Regions from separate parts of the Mus musculus genome. Here region 1 is linked to region 2. The links are chromatin contacts, called in public HiChIP or PLAC-seq maps. All regions are on one chromosome and are shown on one strand. The core of a region is the stretch at or near the end of the contact, and the rest is flanking DNA. Distances in the headings are between cores, read along the strand shown. Region 1 overlaps Gm36709 (a long non-coding RNA gene). Region 2 overlaps Prkca (protein kinase C, alpha).

Region 1 (5,329 bases), core at 873-3,372, 260 kb before region 2:
TGTTTGACACAAAGTTGGGTGGGTTTTAAAGTGGGGTGAATCTGGGAAGTACTGGGGGGGGGTAGTGAATATGATAAAAAAAAATGTACGAAACTCTCAAAGTACTAATAAAAAGGAAAGAAGCCATGGAGAAATGCTGCCTGCTGGCTCACTTGCAGACCCATCCTTGGCTAGTTTTCTTATACAGCCTAGAACCACCTATGCAGGGGATGGTGCCACCCACAGTGGTCTGGGCACTCCTATGATTAACAATCAAAATAATCCCCCTCAGATATTCCCCCTGGCCAGTCTGATATGGCCAACCCCTGGATCTCGAAGTCTTAGCTTACTCTGGGTTGTGTCAACTTGACAGTTAAAACTAGAGGGCCGTGAGTTTCCAAGTCTGTTCACCTGTTCTCAGGCATCACGGAGGAAAAGCGTGGTCTCTTCAGTTTTTGTAAAGGCAGATGGGGTCAATGGCATTAGTGGAGGAGAGAAGCAGTTTGTTGATGGTGTGGGATGCTATCAGGAACCCTTCTAGCCTATTTTTTCCCACCACAGCCACGGAGAAGTGGCTGCTGTCAAAGAGGATGGTGACTTGCTTGGGGTTGTCCAGTAAGCAAAGGACAGACAGGCTGATCTGAAGCCAAGTTTGTGGGTTCCAGCAGCTCTACTCTTTAACTTCCTCCTCCTGCCAGCCTGCCCTACAGTGCTCCTCTCTGCAAGAAAGCAATTCCCTAATGGCACAGTGTAAGAATGTCTTCTTGGCTCTCCATCCTACCACAAAGGAAGCCAATGCTGTTTCATTTTGGTTTTTTTTTTTTTTTCACTCCTGCAAATTTCCCATTCCTGGCAAATGGCTAGATGGCTTTTCTTGTTTTCCCTGGATAGAAAGCAATTTCCAATTGCTTTTCAGCAATCGTCGATTGAACACGCACCTCTGTTTCTTGTTCTCTCCCACACGGACAGGCTGCCTCTAACACAGCCCTATAGGACAAGGAGTGTCTCTGTTGAAGAGTAAGGCACCGTTTCCTGGTTGAAATTCAGCATACATGCCTCAGTGGTAAATGCTCTAACACGAAACATCAGGCGTGTCTACCTGCTGCTGTGCACTGCTCCTGGGGTGTTGGCCATAAAACTGAAAAACTTTCAAACTGCTGTGAATCAATTGCTTCACTCAAGACCCATGACATGTATGTTAACCAAAACAAACAAACAAACAAACAAACAAACAGAAAACAGAAAAATAGTCTGTACTAGCAATGGAGAAAATGAAGACACCAAGATTTGGTGGGAAGAATAACTGAATGGAGTGGAAAACCCAAGTTTGAGTCCAGGCTCTGTCTTTTTCTCTAGCCCTTTGAATCTGACTAAAGTAATTGATTTCTCTGAAGCACAGAATGAGGTTTTGGTGAAGATTGAACCAGACTATATTTACGAATGCTTTCTATAAATATTATGGGGCTAATGAGGTGGCTCAGCGGGTAAAGGTGCTTGCTATAAAAGTCTGGGAACCTGAGGTAAGTTCTGGAACTCAAATGAAGGTGGAAGGAGGGAGCCGACTCTACACAGTTGTGCTCTGGCCTCTGAATAAGTGTCCTGGCACATCCCCCCTGCCTCCCTCCACCACTAAATTTTAGGAAAGGTTAGGTTTGTCATTACTGTTTCTACAAAAAGGCTATAATATATGTTTCTATTTTCTGGCAGAGTAGGCTGATATCTGGAAGACAGGAAAACTTAATAGTATCTTTGCAAAAAGAAACAAACAAACCAGAAATCAAAGCATTGGCTTACAGACTCTATCACCTGAATAAAAAGACTATAGGAGCTCACTAAAACCACATATAAATCCCAGACAGCCTGGATGCTTTAAAGGGCTACATCTCCAATGCTGGCTCCACAGTGAAAAGTGGCAGATCCAGCTAGTGACTTAGTCAAAGTACAAATTCTCAAGTCCCACCTGGACCCATAGAATCTGGAACTCAGAAGGTTGCACACTGTAACCTATATTTAAGAGGTGCTAAGGTGAGATTTTGGTGGCTGAGGTATGACGGCTGCTTTAATACGAAGCCTCGGGGATAGAGGTGTCATTTAGCTGGTAATGTGTTTGCTTAGCACACGTGAAGTTTGAACTCTAGCACCTTGCAGCTGGGTCATGGTAGCACGTGCCTGGAGTGCCAGAACTCAGTGGGTAGAGGCGGGAGGGCTGGAAGTTCAAGGTCACCCTTGGCTACAAAGAGAATTCAAGTCCATCATCGAATATAAGAGACCCTGTTTTTTAAAAAAGAAAGAAAGAAAAGAAAATATGCAACCTCAGTTGGTCTTAGCACAAAGGAGGTAGGTTTTACTGCTCCCGAATTATTGTCCAGAAAACAGAGGAGGCTCAGAAGAGAAGTAGACATTATTCAAAGTCTCAGGAATTTGCTTGACTGCTACAAGCCTCCTTACCCCTCTGCCCACTGCCTTCTAGAAGGATTACGTGTCTAAAACAGTCCTTCCAGCAGCTGACTCAGTAAGCTGGCACACACTTCCAGCCTAGCCAGTTGAATGACCACAAGGTATCAGGAAGATGTGTCACTAAGCAAACAATCCCCGCAGAGAGATACACTGTGCCACAATGAGTCTCTGAAGCCCAAAGTTCCAGCTCTGGGGTGGGGCGAGGCAGGAGCGTTGGGGGGATGGGGGGATGGGGGGAGGGGGGGAGAGGGGGAGGGTGTGTGCCACAGGCGTTCCCCAGCAACCTCCAAGGGCATATCTTTTCCTACTTGGCTCTTCACTATGTTAAACAAACAACTACGTGGCCCTGACCTTGCAGAAGCCCCACCCGCACCCCCCAGAGTCTGATCTCAACCCTGCCTGAGAATCCAGGCTTACTGCTTTTCCAGGGATCTCCACTGAGCATGTGGGCCTCTCAGCTCTCCCCTGAATCTTGCCCATGTGGAAACCTGTGCATTCTCACCCTGCTTCAGCTAAGAGGAGCCCCAGAAATCTGGCTCCTCCTAAGACAGGTCAGACTCTCCTCTGCCCATCCTCTGCAGCTTCAGAGTCTCTGGATATGTCATCCAGTGTGCCAGAAAAGGCGATTAGGAGCCGTTCTCAATGTTTTATGCAGAAACCCTCATCTCCCCAAATGCATTTTCCATTTCACTTCTAGGGAATCCCCAAACCTACAGTGACAACAATCTATTCGACACTTCCACTATACCCATGTTGTGGAAGTGAGAGAGCTCCCCGTCATTCGGGAGAATGTCCTCACTGATCGCAAGTCTCCAAAGGCCTGGCTGGGTGAGGGAAAGGAACTTTTAGAAATCGGGGCTCTGTTCAAGCCACCAAAGAGCCTGACTGGTAGGTGTCTAGGCTACTCTCTTTTCTTCTGCTTCGAGCTCACTTCTAAGCTGACAAAGCAGTTGGAAGTACCGTGTTTCAGCCTGGATGAGATACCTCTCCAAAGAAAACAGGAAGAAGGGACAGATGACACTGGGTAGCAGTTACTAGCACTGGTATTTTAGAAAGCTACTGGAATAGTGAGTTGTGAGGTGAGAGATGGGGACATCACACAGACGATTAGAAGCTCAAGTGATCTGTGGATTACAGTGAGCAGTGATCTTTGGGAGGATGCGGTCACTAGAGTGCAGGTCTGGAGCAGAGGACAGCTGACAAGGGTTAAGGAAGAGAAGATGCAAGAACCAGGCTTCTCTAGAGTGTTTCCGAAGAAAGACATCTGGGCAGGCAGCTCAGTTGACAGAGTGCTTTCTCTCAGCGCTGGGTCCAGCAGAACACAAACCAGCTGTGGTAGTGCACATCTGTAATCTTTCTGAGCCATCTCTCCAGACCCCAGCTCCCTGTTTTCCAAACCCACAGTGTGATGCAGTACACACAGGGAGATCCCTGGAGCCCCCAGCTGGCCAGTCCAGCTAACTGATGAGCTTTTGGACTTAGAGGGAGGCCCTATCTCAAAATAAGGTGGAAAGTGGGCAGGAGACAGTTCAGTGGTTAAAAGCACTGGCTTCTCTTCTAGAGGACCCCAATTAGATTCCCAGTCCCACATGTTAGCTCACAAGCATCTGTAGCTACAGTTCTAGGGGATCTGACATCCTCTTCTGTCCTTAGATGGTACCAGGCGTGAATGTGGTGCACAGATATACAGATAGGCAAAAACCCATACCTGTGAAATTAAAAAATAAAATGGGAAGCAACAGAGCAAGGAACTTTGCATTGACCTCTGACCTCTAAAACAAGATGTTTGCTCCACATACATTATATATGCACCATGGGCACATGGAATTCCTGCTTCCATCTAAGTGTGTAAAGTCCAGGCCTTTCTTTTGGGTGTTACAGGCTGCAGAAATCCTCAGAAGGAAGAGGCCGAGGGCGGGTGAGGCTTGCAGGCTGTCAGGGTTCTTAAGCCTGTGCAGGTGGGCAAACCTCCAGCTGCTCAGACAGAGGCTCCAGGGACACCCAAGCAACTTTTCAAAAGTGACGGTGAGCAGGAGCCGCACCACAGGCTTCTGTTTATGGACTCTCAGACAACAGACTACAGAGTAGCAACTTTCACAGCAAGGTGACCCTGGGAGAGCTTCTAATAGTCTTGGGAGTTTTCTGTTGTTACTGTTTCAATCTGTTTTGTTTGGTTGGTTGTTTTTTTGTTTTGTTTTGTTTTGTTTTAGAACCGTGCCTTGATATGTAGTCCAAGCTGATCTGGTTCTCCCAATATATCCCAGGCTGGCCACAAATTCATAGCAATCCTCCTGCCTTGGCTTGCCAGGTCTAGGGATGGTAGGCATGATTCACCATGCCCCGTCTATTGCACAATGTATGATTCTTGTAAAAAGTGATGGTGAGTTTGGTCCTGAGTTGTATTAGTTGGAATAAAAAGGGGGGAAACCATGTGGAATGAATACTTGGAGACTTCTGGGGTCGCTCTCTGTGCGTCCAGGCAGGTTGAATGCATGACATTTAGCGAGGCCTCCCATTGATGGTGGAGCTCTCTCATGATGTACTTTATGCCTTGCATGGTGTCGGGGCCTTCAGTCCCAGCTCTTGGTATTAAAGTGTTGGGAAGCAGAGGCAAGTAGATCTCTTTGAGTTCCAGCCCAGCCAGGGCTACATAATGTGATTCTGTCTCTACAACAAAGCATCCAACAAACTATATTTTATGTAACAAAAGAGGTGGTATACTTATTATCTTATCACGAGATACCCCTTACTGAGCCAAATGAAAGTTTTTCATTTTTTGAGACAGGGTCTTATTTGTTTATTTTCGAGACAGGGTTTCTCTGTGTAGCCCTGGCTGTTCTGGAACTCACTCTGTAGACCAGGCTGGCCTCAAACTCAGAAATCTGCCTGCCTC
Region 2 (5,064 bases), core at 2,094-4,593:
ATCTCGAAGGTTTCCAGAGATCCTTTAGCATCAGATATGTTAGGGCTCTATATTTTGCTGTGCTGTAAGAAGCAGTCTCGAAGAGAACATTCTTAGGCACGGATGTTTGTGAATATCCTGAATTTCTTGTAAAATATCCGGGAATTGCTAAATCAAAACTGGCACATAACCTCAGGTTTGTTCCTGTCCTGGGTCATTTTTATCACCAATTTGAGGCAACCTAGAGTCACATTGGAAGAAGGAAACTTATTTGAAGAATTTCTTGATCAAATTAGCCTGTGACAATATCTATGAGAGATTGTCTTAAGTGATGATTCGTGATGTGGGAGAGCCAGCCCCCAGCTCACTGTTGGCTACACTATCCTTAGGCTGGTGGGTCTGGGCTCTATAAAATAAAAAGCTAGCTGAGCGTGTCCCAGAGCCTGAGCCTGTAAGCAGCTTCTCTCCACAGTTCCTCCTTAGACTTCCTGTCCTGACTTCCCTCAGTGACTGATTGTGCCCTGGAAGTGTAAGCCAAAGTAACCCTTTCCTCCCCAGGTTGCTTTTGGTCATGGTGTTTATCACAGCAATAGCAATCGCATAAGGACAATCCCATGTGGTTGTTTAGCATGACCAGGGTAAATCCCATGATTCTTTTGGTTGAGGGACATTCTCTAAGCATCTGTTACTTGCAGGCATGTTTGTGGCTTTTTGATACAGAAATACTTTTGTGATCTCAGAGGCTTATCATCTGGGAGGTCCAAAGAAGCAATTGAGCTAGCGGAATCTGCATGTAAGGCAGCGGCGGCCGGTGTGTGTGTGTGTGTGTGTGTGTGTGTGTGTGTCTTGCGATGATTCCTGTGGGTCCCCTCCCCACACATGACTTTCCCTGACTGGGTGTGCTGTGAGTCACTTTACTGCCTGTGCATCGGTCCCCACTGTCAGGTGGGAATAATAATGGTGCTGGCCCTATCTGCCTGACAGATGTGAGATTCAAGTCTCCTCATAGATGGAAAAGTGGCTTAGGGACCGCAGAGCATTCTTTCAGTGCTGTATAAAGAGACTCGACAATGCTGTCCTGGGGCACATGCAAAGGGCATCTCATGAGGATGCTGTTCCCACCCGAGACTTCCCCTGCTAATCAGGAATGTGGCCAACCACAGATCCCACCCCCTTGCCTGGCACTCATCCTCGGTGGGAGCCAGTGGGGGGGGGGAGCACACCCTCAACTCTCACAAAACCCAGGTTCAAATCCCTGTGAGTGAGCACCATTCTGTAGGACAGTTTCTACCACTGTGCGTCTGGTGATTGTGAAATCCTTGTGGGAAGTCAAAGGAATGAAGCCTTCAAAGTGCTCGGTCCACCACTGGGCGCTAACAGATGCAACGCATAAGCTCTTTACTGTTATCACCATTGTTTTGGTTATTGTTGTTGTGAGCAGATATAGAGAAAAATGTATTCCATCAGCCCTTTGGTGTATTGCAAAGCCACAGTTTATAATAGACTGGGTGTTCGGCCATCTTTCCGGTACTTCCTAAATAGCTCCTTCCTGGTAAAAGTGCCCTGCAGTAGATACTTGGTGACTGACTTTTCTGAGCAAAGTTTACAGAGGACTAATTCACTAGTGTAGAAAATGAACAGACATCCTGCAGATTTGTCTCTCAATTCTTCTTGTGTCTCTAAACATGTACCTGGAAGGAGATGCTATGACATGCTTCAGGTCATATCATGGATCATAGCAGACAGGGCTGGAGCAAGGTAGCCTGACAGGTTGCCAGTCCTGGGTGATTAATAGCAGTTCCAGTCCCTGTGTGCTGTGGATCCAGGCTACCATGTGGTTACATTGTGGTTTGGTTTCTAAACTATCCACCACCAAAGGACAACAGTTCTGTTCACTTAATAAAGATGTATTTGCCTAGAATTCTAGTGTCTGACCCTAGGGTTTCATACGGATAAAGGCTTAGCTGTTGCACTAAAGAAATATCAGCTTGCAGTGGAAGGTTAGAGGGAGATTTGCTGTCTCTGCCATGGCAATCCTGTGTCATATACTTCCTGCAGACATCTGGGAACCCAGACTGTATCTCCATAGATACGCCATCACTTTCAAGGGTGCTGTTTCTGCCTGCATAGTTAGAACAGGATTCTCTATGTCTAGTTGGTAATGGGGAAGAACCATTCACTTCTCCATATTTGAAGTTAGAAGAACAACACCTTTGTGGGTTCACAGCCTATTTGCTCAAATCCAGTAACACAGCTACGTCTGACTGCACAGAAGGCTGGCACATGTCCCTCACTAGCTAGCAGACAGGAGTAGACACTTCAAGCTACAGTGTAGAGGAGTCCCTGTTACCCCATAAGGAAAGAGTGTCTCCTAGAAGACACCAAGTTTGTCATCAGAAAGGGAAGTTTTGTTTGTCTTTTTTTGACGGTCTCTCTTATAGCTCACACTAGCCTGGAACTCACTGTATGTCCAAGGCTAGCCTCAAACTCATGGCAGTCTCCTGCTTCAGCCTCTCAGATGCTGAGACATTGCGGGTATGAGCCAGCATACCATGCTCAAGAGTCTCTATATTGTTTTCCCTCACTCTCAGATTTGGGAGAGTAAAGCCCTACTTCTTGAACGGTGTTGCCCTTCGGTCTGCCTGACCAGATAGCCTCTGTATTTGGAGGACAGATGTCTGGGCAGACAGAGATGGTGTGGAAGGAACTCTGCCTGTGCTTGTGATTTCCCAGGGTTGGGTACAACGGCAAACTGTGAGTCTCTTCCTCCCACCCGTGGTATATTCCCCTTGGACATAGGCACAGATGTGGTTTGAAGATGAGCTGGAATCACCAACCTTGGCCGTGTCACCACATTACATTTGGTGCTATATCCTGGCACGTGGTTTTTGAAAGGAGTGCTCTGCTGACTGCACGGAGCTTGAACTTGCATTAACCTGCTCTCGGTGGTCCCCGTTGATGAGGCTCGGCCAAATGAACAAAGCCGTAGATTACTCTTCCAGATGGCTTCTTTATTTTTAGTTCGGTAAACCATTTCTAGAATCTCTTTATTCCTTCTCAGGAAAAAAAAAAAAAAAAAGAAAAAAAAAGATCTGAGTGACTCCAATCAAGGGTGACATCAGACCCTCCAGGAAAGACACTTTGCTTAGCATGTTATCACATGGCATGCTCACAGAAGTCACAGAAATTTTCTGTGACTGTGCAAGGCCTGCATTGTCATCTGGGCACACGTATGATTAGACAAGAGACTGCTTTCCCAGTTCCTGGCGGTTATGAATGGAAGTGGTGCCTGGTCCTTCTCCAGGGACGTCTGTGCAGCACTCGCTATACTTGCACAGCTGCAAAGACCAGGTGGAGTCACGAACCACAGGTGACTCACAGACCCACATTCCTCAACCAAGGTCCAAAATAGAAACTATGTAAACATTCTCCCTGGAGAGATAAGATCTTTGTTTCCTAAGGCAGCCATAGCAAGTTGCAATTTAGTGACAGGAAACAACAGAAAGAGGTCTGGTGGGCAGAAGTTCAAAGTCAGGGTGTTAGCTGGCTAGCCCTTCCATTCCCTGCTCTCCCCTGGTCTCCGCAGCTGCCTTTTATGTTCTTTGTTGTGGATTATTCCACCCTCTGCCTCTCTCTGTGGCTCTGATCGCACTCTGCTTCCTGGTATAAGGCCATCATTGGATGGATTTAAGAGCTACCCTAAATTCTAAATGAGCTCATCCCAGATCATCAACTTAATTGCATCTTCCAAGACCCTGTTTCCAAATCAGGTCGCCTTTGAAGATGCCAAGGATTCAGACTTGGGTGGGTCTAACCTTTAAGAAGAAATAATTCAACACTGTGATATCAGAGCAAACATGTATTAAAAAGCAAGCTAAGCCCATTGCCACCAAGCCCCATGTTGTGTCAACTGTAAGGACTTGTAGCACAGAGCTCTAGAAACGCATCACAGCTGGAGAGTCCCAGAAAGTTAGCTTTATGTCTTGCAGAGGTAGTTCTCATGCTAGGTGGCGCACGCCTTTAATCCCAACACTCAGGAATCAGAAGCAGGGGCATCTCTGTAATTTGAGGCCAGCTAGATCTACATAACAAGTTCCAGGTCAACTGGGGTACATAGTGAGATCCTGTGTGTAAAGTAATGTATGTATTCCCATGCAGAGAGAGAGACAGAGACAGATATAGTGAGGTACATAGATTGATTGATTGATTGATAGATTGATTATGGATTGCCTCTGGCCATGAGACAGGCCCATGTTGACACACAACTCCATTTGCTCAACTGTCGGTGAAACCAAGTCTCACACCTTGTCAGCCGCACTCCTTCATGTGTGCCCTCTTTTGCGTTCACGCAGTTAGTGTGGTGGATGCAGTGTCTATCGTTTATCTCTCTGGGCTTGATGAGTGCTACTGTGCTTCTCCTTGTGCGCCTTGTCAAACATTTTCTATTTCATGCCTTTGCTGTTTGTTGTTCCATTGAGCTTGATGAAAAGCAACATTTTAAAAGGCAAATTAGTACAGGACAGTTTGGAAAACTCAGAGCTGTAATTTTCTCTTGTGAGACTCAATGGATGTGTTTTCCTTCACTCTCCTGCCTGCAGGCCTCCACTCCTCTGCTCCACCTCATGCCTGGTGGCAGGAGGCCAGCCCCAAGTTTCAGTCCCCTCCAGAGAAACTGGTGTCTCTTTAACTGCATGATGCTAAGGGATGGTTTTTATTTCCCTATCTGCTCAAGTTTAGAAAACAAACCACACCAGCTATGTGTATGAAATCAAAGAAATTATAAAAACGTAACAATTCTTATCTAGGACCCTATGAAAACCAAACCTAAGAATAATAGGAATAGAAGGAAAAGACTCCCAGCTACAAGGCCCAGAAAATATTTCCAACAAAATCATAGAAGAAAATTTCCCCAACCTAAAGAAAGAGATGCATATATATATATATATATATATATATATATATATATATATATAAAGCCTACAGAACAACAAATAGATTTTCCAGAAAAGAAAATCCTCTTCTCACAAATTATCAAAACACTAAATGTACAGAAGAAAGAATATTAAAAGCTACAAGGGGAAAAGG

What was found. HiChIP or PLAC-seq counts read pairs in DNA pulled down with a chosen protein or histone mark.
Region 1: an HNF4G HiChIP or PLAC-seq map of pancreatic cancer cells shows a contact between it and region 2. The contact joins two enhancer-like sites. A contact is called at or near these places in 2 of 15 datasets of contacts at CTCF or cohesin (the NIH/3T3 cell line and large pre-B cells), 10 of 115 datasets of contacts at active chromatin or transcription factors (differentiating embryonic stem cells, double positive thymocytes, embryonic basal ganglia and 7 more) and 2 of 9 other capture datasets (liver and pancreatic islet).

The regions. Positions count from the first base shown.
Region 1 is chr11:108,362,599-108,367,927 of GRCm38.p6, reverse strand. Gm36709 (a long non-coding RNA gene) reads left to right here. Exons shown (of 4, transcript XR_880267.2): 4 at 949-1,098. Among named protein-coding and RNA genes, the nearest start is that of Gm36709, 16 kb to the left of the region's middle. Within about 2 kb of position 2,122, at least 67 of the 459 cell types and tissues checked have an H3K27ac peak or open chromatin away from gene starts, as enhancers often do. A contact at or near this core is called in pancreatic cancer cells, where this site is marked.
Region 2 is chr11:108,100,025-108,105,088 of GRCm38.p6, reverse strand. All of the region lies in intron 3 of Prkca (protein kinase C, alpha), which reads left to right. Among named protein-coding and RNA genes, the nearest start is that of Gm51922, 10 kb to the left of the region's middle. Within about 2 kb of position 3,343, at least 50 of the 459 cell types and tissues checked have an H3K27ac peak or open chromatin away from gene starts, as enhancers often do. A contact at or near this core is called in pancreatic cancer cells, where this site is marked.